Regions from separate parts of the Zea mays genome. Here region 1 is linked to region 2. Evidence: chromatin contacts called from public Hi-C data. All regions are on one chromosome and are shown on one strand. Each heading gives the region's core, a stretch centred on a gene start, on an enhancer-like site or on the middle of the called end of the contact. The rest is flanking DNA. Distances are from core to core; before and after follow the strand shown.

Evidence for each region. Hi-C and Micro-C count contacts between places; a contact is called where the count stands out from the background.
Region 1: a contact with region 2 is called in a Hi-C map of ear, with 2.5 times the contacts expected there. The contact joins the enhancer-like site here to the promoter of LOC109942906 in region 2. A contact is called at or near these places in 5 of 25 Hi-C or Micro-C datasets (ear, leaf, seedling and 2 more).

Annotation. Positions count from the first base shown.
Region 1 is chr10:121,517,911-121,522,900 of Zm-B73-REFERENCE-NAM-5.0, forward strand. No RefSeq gene overlaps it. Among protein-coding and RNA genes, the nearest start is that of LOC109942906, 34 kb to the left of the region's middle. Within about 2 kb of position 2,066, at least 9 of the 20 cell types and tissues checked have an H3K27ac peak or open chromatin away from gene starts, as enhancers often do. A contact at or near this core is called in ear, seedling and tassel, where this site is marked.
Region 2 is chr10:121,484,161-121,488,832 of Zm-B73-REFERENCE-NAM-5.0, forward strand. LOC109942906 (wall-associated receptor kinase-like 1) reads right to left here and starts at 2,348. Exons shown (of 2, transcript XM_020545473.1): 1 at 1,975-2,348; 2 at 1,670-1,885. The coding sequence starts at 2,316. The coding sequence ends at 1,670. It overlaps LOC100272408 (RR1-Corn type-A response regulator), which reads right to left and starts at 157. Exons shown (of 6, transcript NM_001146886.1): 1 at 1-157.

The DNA.
Region 1 (4,990 bases), core at 816-3,315, 33 kb after region 2:
CACCGGCCGGGGACAATGGAGCGGGCCGGTGTCTCGTTGGAGCTAGCCCTATTTTTCCAGATGAAAAATAAAAAGAATTCTCTTACTACCTCATTGATCTTGTTTTGCGTGTTGCAAGGACGCTATCTAGCTACCCATAAAATCAGGAGGTCTTTAGTCACCGCAGCTGTAGTACTCAAACTAACTAAGTGCATGTTTGGTAATGCTGTTTTGACGACATAAATACTATAGTATTACCTTATCATAGTAAAATCACAGTATTGTTTAAAACAAATACTTGTTTGGAACAGAGATGGCAATGGGGACTGATCCTTGATTCTCCGTGGAGAATTCTTCCATTAGGGGGATAAGGATTGGGAAGTTTCTTCCCCCGCGGGAATGTAAACGGAAAAAATTCTCCCCCGGCGGGTAACTGGGACGGGGATAGGGAAGCATTTCCCATCCTCGTTCCCCGCGGGGACCGTGAAACTTACATGTGACGATGTTTTCATGTATTAATTAATTATAGAAATAAATAAATACCTTGTCAAGATATCACTCGTTGTACAAATGTGTTTATTTTAATGTATACATAATGATTTCTTACCTCAATAATGTGTACAAGTGGCAATGTTTTTTATTAATAACATATGAACTACGTTCTAGTTATAATTTAAGCGGGACAGAGATCCCCGATAAAGATTTATCCCCGCGGAGAACGGGGATGTGAAAGAAATACTCCCCAAGTGTTCCTAGGACCCCGTGGGGATGGAGAGCTAAAACTTAACGAGGAATTCTCCATTGCCATCCCTAGTTTGAATCAATTGAAAAACTGAAGTACGCATAGAGAGGGGACAGAAGAAAACTAAGGTTTTGAATGAAGTTTCTAAGATTCCAAAAAATACCAAAATTTTTAGATCGACCATGTTATATAAAACTGTGTTTTGACTATATCAATCAAATAACTTTTGGCTTCAAATACCACAATATCATCAAAACCATAGGATTATTTCAAAAAAATACTTGACCTCCCAATATGGCCTAAAGCGCAGAAAACTGCAAGAACGATTTTTATATTCCGTATATAGAGGTTTTAGTTATTCCTTTGTTTCAAAGTTGAACGCTTGTTTGGAAGTATAGGTGTACATTTGGGCCGGGCCTGATGGGCCGGCCCGAAGCACGGAAAAAAAGCACGGCCCAGGCACGGCACGGCACGAAATAATTTAGTGCCGGGCCGGCACGGCCCGTTATATCGGGCCGGGTTTGGGCCGAGGTCACGGCCCATGGGCGGGCACGAGCACGACCCGTTTAAGGCAGGCACGAAATGGCCCATATAGAGGCACGAAAAGGCCCATATATTTATTAAAACCACACTTCATTCCACACTTTCATATACTTGATAAAGAACACAAAGCTAGAGATAATGCTAGTTAGATGTTTTTTGTAGCTTTGAATTAGAGTGTGTGATGTAATTTTGCTTTTGTTATGAACATTAGACAATAAACTGAACTTACGAACTTTGTATAGAGCTAGTTATACTCTTTTTCCTTCTAACAAAATGATTTATAAACGAGGTAGTCATTGCATAGCTGTGGTAACTTTAATTAATACAAATATTAAGTTTGATTTTGTTTAAATTTATTTGTCTTATCTTTTATTTGTTTTATTATTTTTTTGAATTTAGGGCTCTAATGTGAATTTTGGACCAAAAATTGAATTTCGGGCCTTAATGTGAATTTCGGGCTTTTATAATTTCGGGCCGCCCGAAATGAGCCCGGCACGTTTAAGCAATTACGGGTCGGGTCGTGGGCCGAGGGCTAGGCCCATGGGCCGGCCCGGCACGGCCCGAAATTCAAACGGGCCGGGTCGGCCCGAAATTCAAACAATACGGGCCTTTTCAGGCTTAGGCCGGGCCAGGCCGGGCGGCCCGAATGTACACCTATATTTGGAAGCATCTATTTTTTTCTTGTTTGTTTTAAAAAGGAGGCCCATGAAGCAACTCACCGTATCATGAGTTGATGACGTGTGCAAAAGGAGAAAAGGAGGCCTTCGATTTGATGTATAGATGGTGCAGTGCATGCGTGTCGAGAGCCTGCATCTGAGCATCATCATGAAGAGGGCAGGGCCCGAAAGGCGAGACGAAAGGACTCCTATTGCTTTGAGATCTCGCCATCTGACCTCTCAGCGAAAAGCTGTTTCGCCGCAGATCTCTCCAGCTGATCCTTTGACCTGCCGGTCTTGGCTGTCAAGAATCTAAACGGTAATTATACGCCCACAGTGGTTGTGCCCCTCGTGGTTCCACACTCCAACTGTCCGCTTCACTCTCAACTTGTGACGCAGCGAAGCATGTCCCACACTCCTACCAAGGACATTTACAAAGAGTGTTATGAGTTGTGTCTAAAAGGTAAATATAAAAAAACTAAAATACGTCTCTTGACGAAGACACTGTGTCTTGGTTCTATGTTTAAGATAGAGGACTAGATTATTGATCAAATTAATTTATTGAATGCTCTGAATGGTGCAATGAATATAATAAGACACATGTTTTAGATACGGTCACTGTATTACATTATATTTTAACTGTCTTATATTTAGAGTATCGTGCAGCAGTGTCATGGTTGTACATGCCCTAACGGTTGGTCACTTGGTTTCAATTACTATGTGACATCAAAAATAAGGCAACACAAGTTGAGAAGTTTGAATCTTCATCCTTAATTTATCATTTTTTTCGAAGTGTTAGCTTCGGGACGAAGGTTTTGAAAGTAGATGTGAATGAAATAGTATTAAACGAAATAACAATGGATAATAAAGTATGAGACTCATCTCTTATGTGTTATCATTTTTTTTATTCCATCTTCCTTTGTATTAGACAAGTTTACAAACACACTTTCAGCTTCTTTGCACAAGATAACTATAATATACTTCGAAGGTTGAGCGAAACAAAGCTTAAGACCCTAAAAAAAGGTCAATTTATGTAGGCCACTGTTCACCTATTTATAGAGAATTTGAACAGTTTCGTAGAAAATTACCAACATGCCAACAAAGTTTATACACATGATTTACAAATGATGCAGGGACATCACTACCTTTTCTCTTTCTTTCTTGCTGTCCAAGTCTTATACTTCTTCTCCTTTGTCGCTTTGCACTCGAAGCTTTCTCCATGCCGAGGCTAGCGACATCGGCTTGCACCTTCGTTCCTTGCATGTATGGACGAAGCTTCTTTACACATCGCTTCGGTTGAAGGCCAGCTTCGTCTGTCCTTCACTATACGTCTGAAACACATTTTCTTATACCGAAGCAAAGGCATTTTGAGAACCTTTGGTAAGGCAGGCCCCAACAGTAGCCCCTTGCGGAATGAGTTCGTTTCTTCATAACGAGCTTAGATCGCAAAAACATAATTCGGAGACCTTGCATCGAAGGTCCGAAAAAACACCTTCCCGAAGCTCGTTATGAATAGTTACTTTGGGACCACTCTGATTAGTGGGGTCCGACATTCAAAGAGCGCAACAGTTAAATTTCAAAAGTTGTTCGTATAAAAAGGAACGATGCCTGGTGACATTGACAAGGCATTTGCTATTTGCGCTTGTTAGAGCCTACTCTGCCTTCGAAACTTGCTTCGAACGCCTTTGCTGCCTTTGAACCAGCCTTAGCTAGCCGCATTTTCATTAGAAATGGTTGAAGAGCAATCTGCCCCTGAAACAAAGATTGAAGACTTATCCTTGGCAACAAAAGCTACTGCCTCCCAGACCAAAGTTGCTACTGTGGATCCATCCAAAGACAGTGATGGCATCGACATTGAGGACGATAACACTATCATTGGTCCTACAAAACCAAGTCACGTGGACTTCGACAAATCGAAGATCAAATGAGGACATATTGAGGTACTTACTCGGTTTGGTAATATTGACAATGTTGAATGAGTTCGACTAGGTGTGAATCATCTAGGCCCCTTAGTGATGTTTTGGTAATTAATGACGACTGTTTGTGGACTAACGGTTCTTGGAGAAATAAGAATGCAGGATTGGACCACATAGAACAGAAAATCTTGGAGATTTATAAGCATTGGTTGTGGATCAAGTGGAGGCAAAGGTATAACATAGGTTTTGTTTTTTGCCGGTCTCCAGGAGTTTAGAGAAGATACTTGACCGGATTAGTAGGCTAGATAGCCATACTATTAAGAGGGGTCAATGACTTTGATCTGTGTAAAACTTAGTGCCTCATAGAGCATCTAGTGGTTGCATTTGCATGAGGACTAACAGCGCTTCCAATTTAAAGAGTTAAAAATCTTTTCAAAAGCGTGTTTGAAAAATGCTAAGTCTTAGGATAGGCGGACCATCCGGGCCATGTGGGCGGATCGTCTGCGATCCTCTAGTAGGGTCCAAAGTGTGTCACTTCTGACAGGTCCTGTTCTTTTATACTGCGGACCGTCCGAGCCTTGGGGCCGGACCGTCCGTAGTCCTGACCAGAGAAGGTTGCTCTCGGCACAGTCCCTGAATTATTATGCGGACAGTCCGGCCTTGTAGGGCGGACCGTCCACAGGTGCCAAATTTGGTTTGGACAGGGACGGTGTGGTTTTTGGGGTTTGTACTACGGACTGTCCGGAGGATATGCCCGAACATTACTGACTCCCAGGTCATGGACCGTCCGGCCTTGTAGGCGGACGGTCCGCATGTGTTAACTCCTCTTGGTCAGAGCTCTGGTGCTCCAAGTTGCCAGGTCGCGGATGGTCCGGCCAAGGTGGGCGGACTGTCCGGACCTTACTTTTCTGACAGCTCTGACAGATTTCAAACGGGAAAAATAGCCGTTATGTGTACGGCGGACCGTCCGGTCCTAGGGCGCGGACCGTCCGCGTGTGCGCAGAAAATGTGTTGTTTGCACATAACGGTTGGATTTCAGTGGGGGACTATAAATAGAAGGGGAGCTCGTGTGTGAGGGCTCTCTTGGCCATTCCTTGCACACATTGAGCTCATTTGTGATCCTCCAACTCATTCTCTCACACTCCTTGCTTGAG
Region 2 (4,672 bases), core at 1,098-3,597:
CACCACCAGCACCCTCATCACCCCCTCCGCCTCCACTCCTCCTGCCGCTGCTTCCATCTCCGCTGACCTGTCGTCGCTCCCCTCTGCTCCTCTCTGTTTCGGTGTCCCTCTGCTCTTTCTCGCCAACCAGAGCGGGGGGCAGCGGCAGCGGCGAAAGTTTATAAAGCGCGGCAAGGAAGAGTGTTGCCGGCCGCGTGCTCTTATAAGCGTGAGCGTGACGCCACAGGAGGCCAGGTCCAGGACGAAGAGAGAGAGAGAGAGAGAGAGAGAGAGAGAGAGAGAGAGAGAGAGAGAGAGAGAGAGAGAGAGAGAGAGAGAGAGAGAGAGAGAGAGAGAGAGAGAGAGAGAGAGAGAGAGAGAGAGAGAGAGAGAGAGAGAGAGAGAGAGAGAGAGAGAGAGAGAGAGAGAGAGAGAGAGAGAGAGAGAGAGAGAGAGAGAGAGAGAGAGAGAGAGAGAGAGAGAGAGAGAGAGAGAGAGAGAGGAGGAGGCAATCCTCTGACGGCTCGCAGGACAGGGACGGCTCCTAGTATGGATGGTGTCAGGACTGAGGCAGGCAGGCAGGCCGCAGGCGTGCGTGACGACTGATGAAGGAGGAGAGGAGGGTGGCTCGCCGGCACGGGAATCGCTTTTCCTCTCTAGATTTTGCTGTCGGGGAATCTCTCCACACCGCGCTCCCCTCCACCTTCTTCGTCTCTTTTTTGGTCCTCCCTTCAATCCTTTTTTTTATGAAGCGCGGCGTGTGTAGACTCCAATACCCGTGTGCTCCAGTTATGTCGTCGCCGTCTGCATCATTTGTGAGAACCACCTGTGATATCTACTTCTACTGCTGAGCCAAACGCCAAACATGCGAGCTCAGACTTAAACAATACTCCCTCCGTTTCTTTGTAGTTATCGCTGCATAGTTCAATTTTGCACTATCCAGCGATAACTAAAATGAAACGGAGGGAGTAGCTCTTAGGTATGTACAACCTAATTAAACAAGAGGTTTTTTTAGTCTTTAGTGGATTAAGTGAAAAAATCAAGAGACATACTCTTCGTGAAGAACTCGTTTCTAGACGATTCTTTATACATTCTGTATCTTGGCTGCAATTATTATTTATGGGCTTAGTGTTGTATCACTACACCAAAATCATACACTTCCTACGATTTTTTAACTTTCTACAGCTTTTATAACAAACCATAGGAAATAAATAACTTTCGAGAGACAACTGGTAGCTCTAAGAAATAAACATAACTTCCTACGATATTTTATAAAAGTTATAGGAAGTTAGCTTTCATATGCTGACCCGTGTGTGCGGTTAAGCGAGCCGCTAACTTCCTAGAGGCAGCCGTAGAAAGTTAGCATGGGCAGCTAACTTCCTACGGCCTTCTCTAGGAGGTTAGCTTTCAGTTGCTGATCTGCGGGTGCGGTCAAACGAGCCGCTAACTTCTTACGACCGCCTCTAGGAAGTTAGCTGCACATGCTAACTTTCTACGGCCTCCTCTAAGAAGTTAGATTTCAGCTTTTGACCAGTCAAACAAAAAGCTAACTTCCTACGACCTGCTCTAGGAAGTTAATTAACTTCCTAGAGTACATGTACAACCTCTAGGAAGTTAAGTAACTTCCTACAGCTTTACTCTAGGAAGTTATATTTTTTATCTTAAACCACTACTCAATCTTATCATCTTCTCACTCTCCTTTCTCCCTCCCATGTCTTCCACCAGGACCAAAGCCGCCGCCGCACGCCCCCGTCAGCGCGCCCGCTCCCGCCTCCGCCCGCCCCTCTCGACCATGCCCCCGTCCGTCGCGCCCGCCGACGTGCCCAACCCTGGCCCCGCCCGCCGTGTTCTCGCACAGCAGCGGCCCACTCAACGGCGGCGACTCTCTCTCCGACAGCCCACCAGTCTTGCCGGAGATCGATGACGCAAAGGTCAGTTCTTGCCTCGCCACCTTCTCGTGCCTCGGGGATACTACTAGGCACACGTACAACTAGCTTCTCTGCAATTTTTGGCGATGAACTCGTAGACTAGCATCGGGACCTCCACTTCGAGGCAGCAGCCCAGGAGCTTGACGATGTTCTTGTGGTTGATCTGGGAGAGGATGAGCATCTCCTTGCCGAACTCCTTCTTCTGCTGCTCGCTGGCCATCAACGAGACGCACCGTTTAACCGCGACGACACCGTCGTCCTTGAACAGGCCCCTATAGACGGTGCCGAAGCCACCGCGGCCGAGGATGTTCTTGTCAGCGAAGTTGTCAGTCGCCTCGATGAGCTCTGCTTCTGTGAAGACGGTGAAGGCAGTTCCTTGCTTTAGGCTTATCTCGTGCAGCAGAAGCATCCCACCGTGTTGTTGGAAATACTTCCGCTTGATTTTGGCCAGCTTCTTCCTCTCATGGATAATTTGTTCAAAGAGTTACAATAATTCGAATGGCTACTATCGGAGACAATGATTAGAGTTTATCAAATTAATGATAGACGTTTCTAATTATTAAGAGTTTCTAGGATTCATTTTTTCCCTAGTGCGTCTGGTGAAATTAATATGGTGTGGCCATTGAGATATCTAATTAACAATAGCAAGTTAGTTACATTGACAATAATGATATTGGTGGATATTGTTTTTTAGAAACAAAATAGATCCAATAGCTATATTATTATCCTTGGTTATTAGAGTCTATCCAACTGAACTGATGGTAGTATGTTCATGCTCTCCCGTCCTGTCCTGTGACAGCTTTTGTGAATTTTCATTTTATTCCCTAGTGTGTCTGATGAGAATTAAATGGGCTCTGAAACACTAAGCCTCAAACATATAGAAGAGAAAACTGTGCTTACCCACAGATAGTAGCGTCGCAACGTTCAAGGGTGTCGGACAATCGTGACCTCCAGGTGTGTTCTTGCATCCAGCGCATGGAGGTGGTTTAGCAACACACTCATCAATGTTTGTATACATACATACAGAGTATATAGATCCCAAGGATACCGTATGCATATATTTGTTTTGAGGAATTCTTTGTTGTACTTGCACACATGAACCAAAAAAGATACACACACTTGCAACACCGACCTTGGCATCCATCAGGAAGGTAAGGATTGCCCTTGAATCCTTGGCTGCAGCTACAGAGGTAGCCTCCACTACTGGAATTGACGCACACGTTGTTAGCGCTGAGGCAAGCATAGGAATCCTTTTTCTTCGTCACAACATCGTAGGTATCGTTGCCCAGTTCCCAGATCAGGATGGCAGGTAGACAATGTTTGCTAACGTCATCGTCTCGAGCCAGGTGAGGGTTCAGCGTGGAGGTTCGTCGAGGTCTGCTGCTCGTAGCTCCCATCACTCCATTCAAGATCCAGCAGAAGTGAAGCAACTGCGAGAAGAACTTAGGCGACATCAGGATTACTTGAAGCAACAAGCTACTCAACATGAATATTATGCTACACAGATTCAACAACAGCAAACACTCATACAAGTAAATTTAAAAGATAATAGCTTTCACTTTAGGATATGTATTAATTTAAAACGCTGATGTGAATGAGTTCGACAAATTTGTAGCAACTACCACAGGCCCAAGGGATACACGTCCCGGTGCCCCCCCCACCACCACCTCCCATTCATTATCCTTGGTCTTCACCTCCACGTACACCTACATCTCCATCTACCGAACATCAGGTATGCAAATTCATCATCATTTACTTGTTGTTAGTTATATTATGATGTAACTCAACAAATATCATTTGTACATGTATATTAGACCCCTCCAGCTACCTTGACGACACATGAACGAGAAGATGTGTTAGACTTTGTCGAAACCCTCTTCGCTAGTGGAGGTATCGACCATCACTCGTCACTGTAAACCGATGGTGATCGGCGACCGTGAGATTCCATGTTATTGTGTTCTGATACTTGAGACTTTTATTATAACTATGTATGAGATATTGTCTCTTATTAGTACTGGACGAGATGTGTCTTATTATGACTATAGATGAGACTTTTGTGATATAATTGATGAGACTATGGATTTAAATATTGTTATGTGATTGTGTGTGAGATGTTTTATGTGAAAATATGTTGTGTTATATAGCTGTTGATATATTTGTTATATTGTGGAATGTGGTGTAAAATAAAAATAAACAACATTTGTAATGCTGGTCAAATTAACTTCCTAGAGGCTTATTGGGCCATAGGAAGTTAGCCAGCTACAGTCAGCCGTAGGAAGTTAGCCAGGCTACAGTCAGCCGTAGGAAGTTAGTCGTAGGAAGTTAGTCAGCTGACGGCGCTGACGCTACTAACTTCCGAGAACCTATTAACTTCTGAGAGTCTTATTTGGCTGTAGGAAGTTAGCTAACTTTCTAGAGGGCTCTAGGAAGTTAAGCTAAACTCTGACAAAAAATTTTTCGAGAGCCAAACTTCCGACGGGATGGTTTAACTTCCGAGAGTTTAGCTAACTTCCTAGAGTTTAGGGCTAACTTCCTAGGGTTTATGCTCTAGGGAGTTCACTATTTTGGTGTAGTGTATCCTGCAGTCTTTTAGTTGTCTCTTATACTTGGAAACCCATTCCAAGGGCTCAAGGTTGTACATGCCTTTACTATATAGTTATATCATATGCCAAACTTAAGTTCTTGTAGGTGATTGCCGAGTTTCTTGATTTGATGATCACTTTAGGACGAGGATCACTTGTGGAACCACCAGTTCACACCACTCG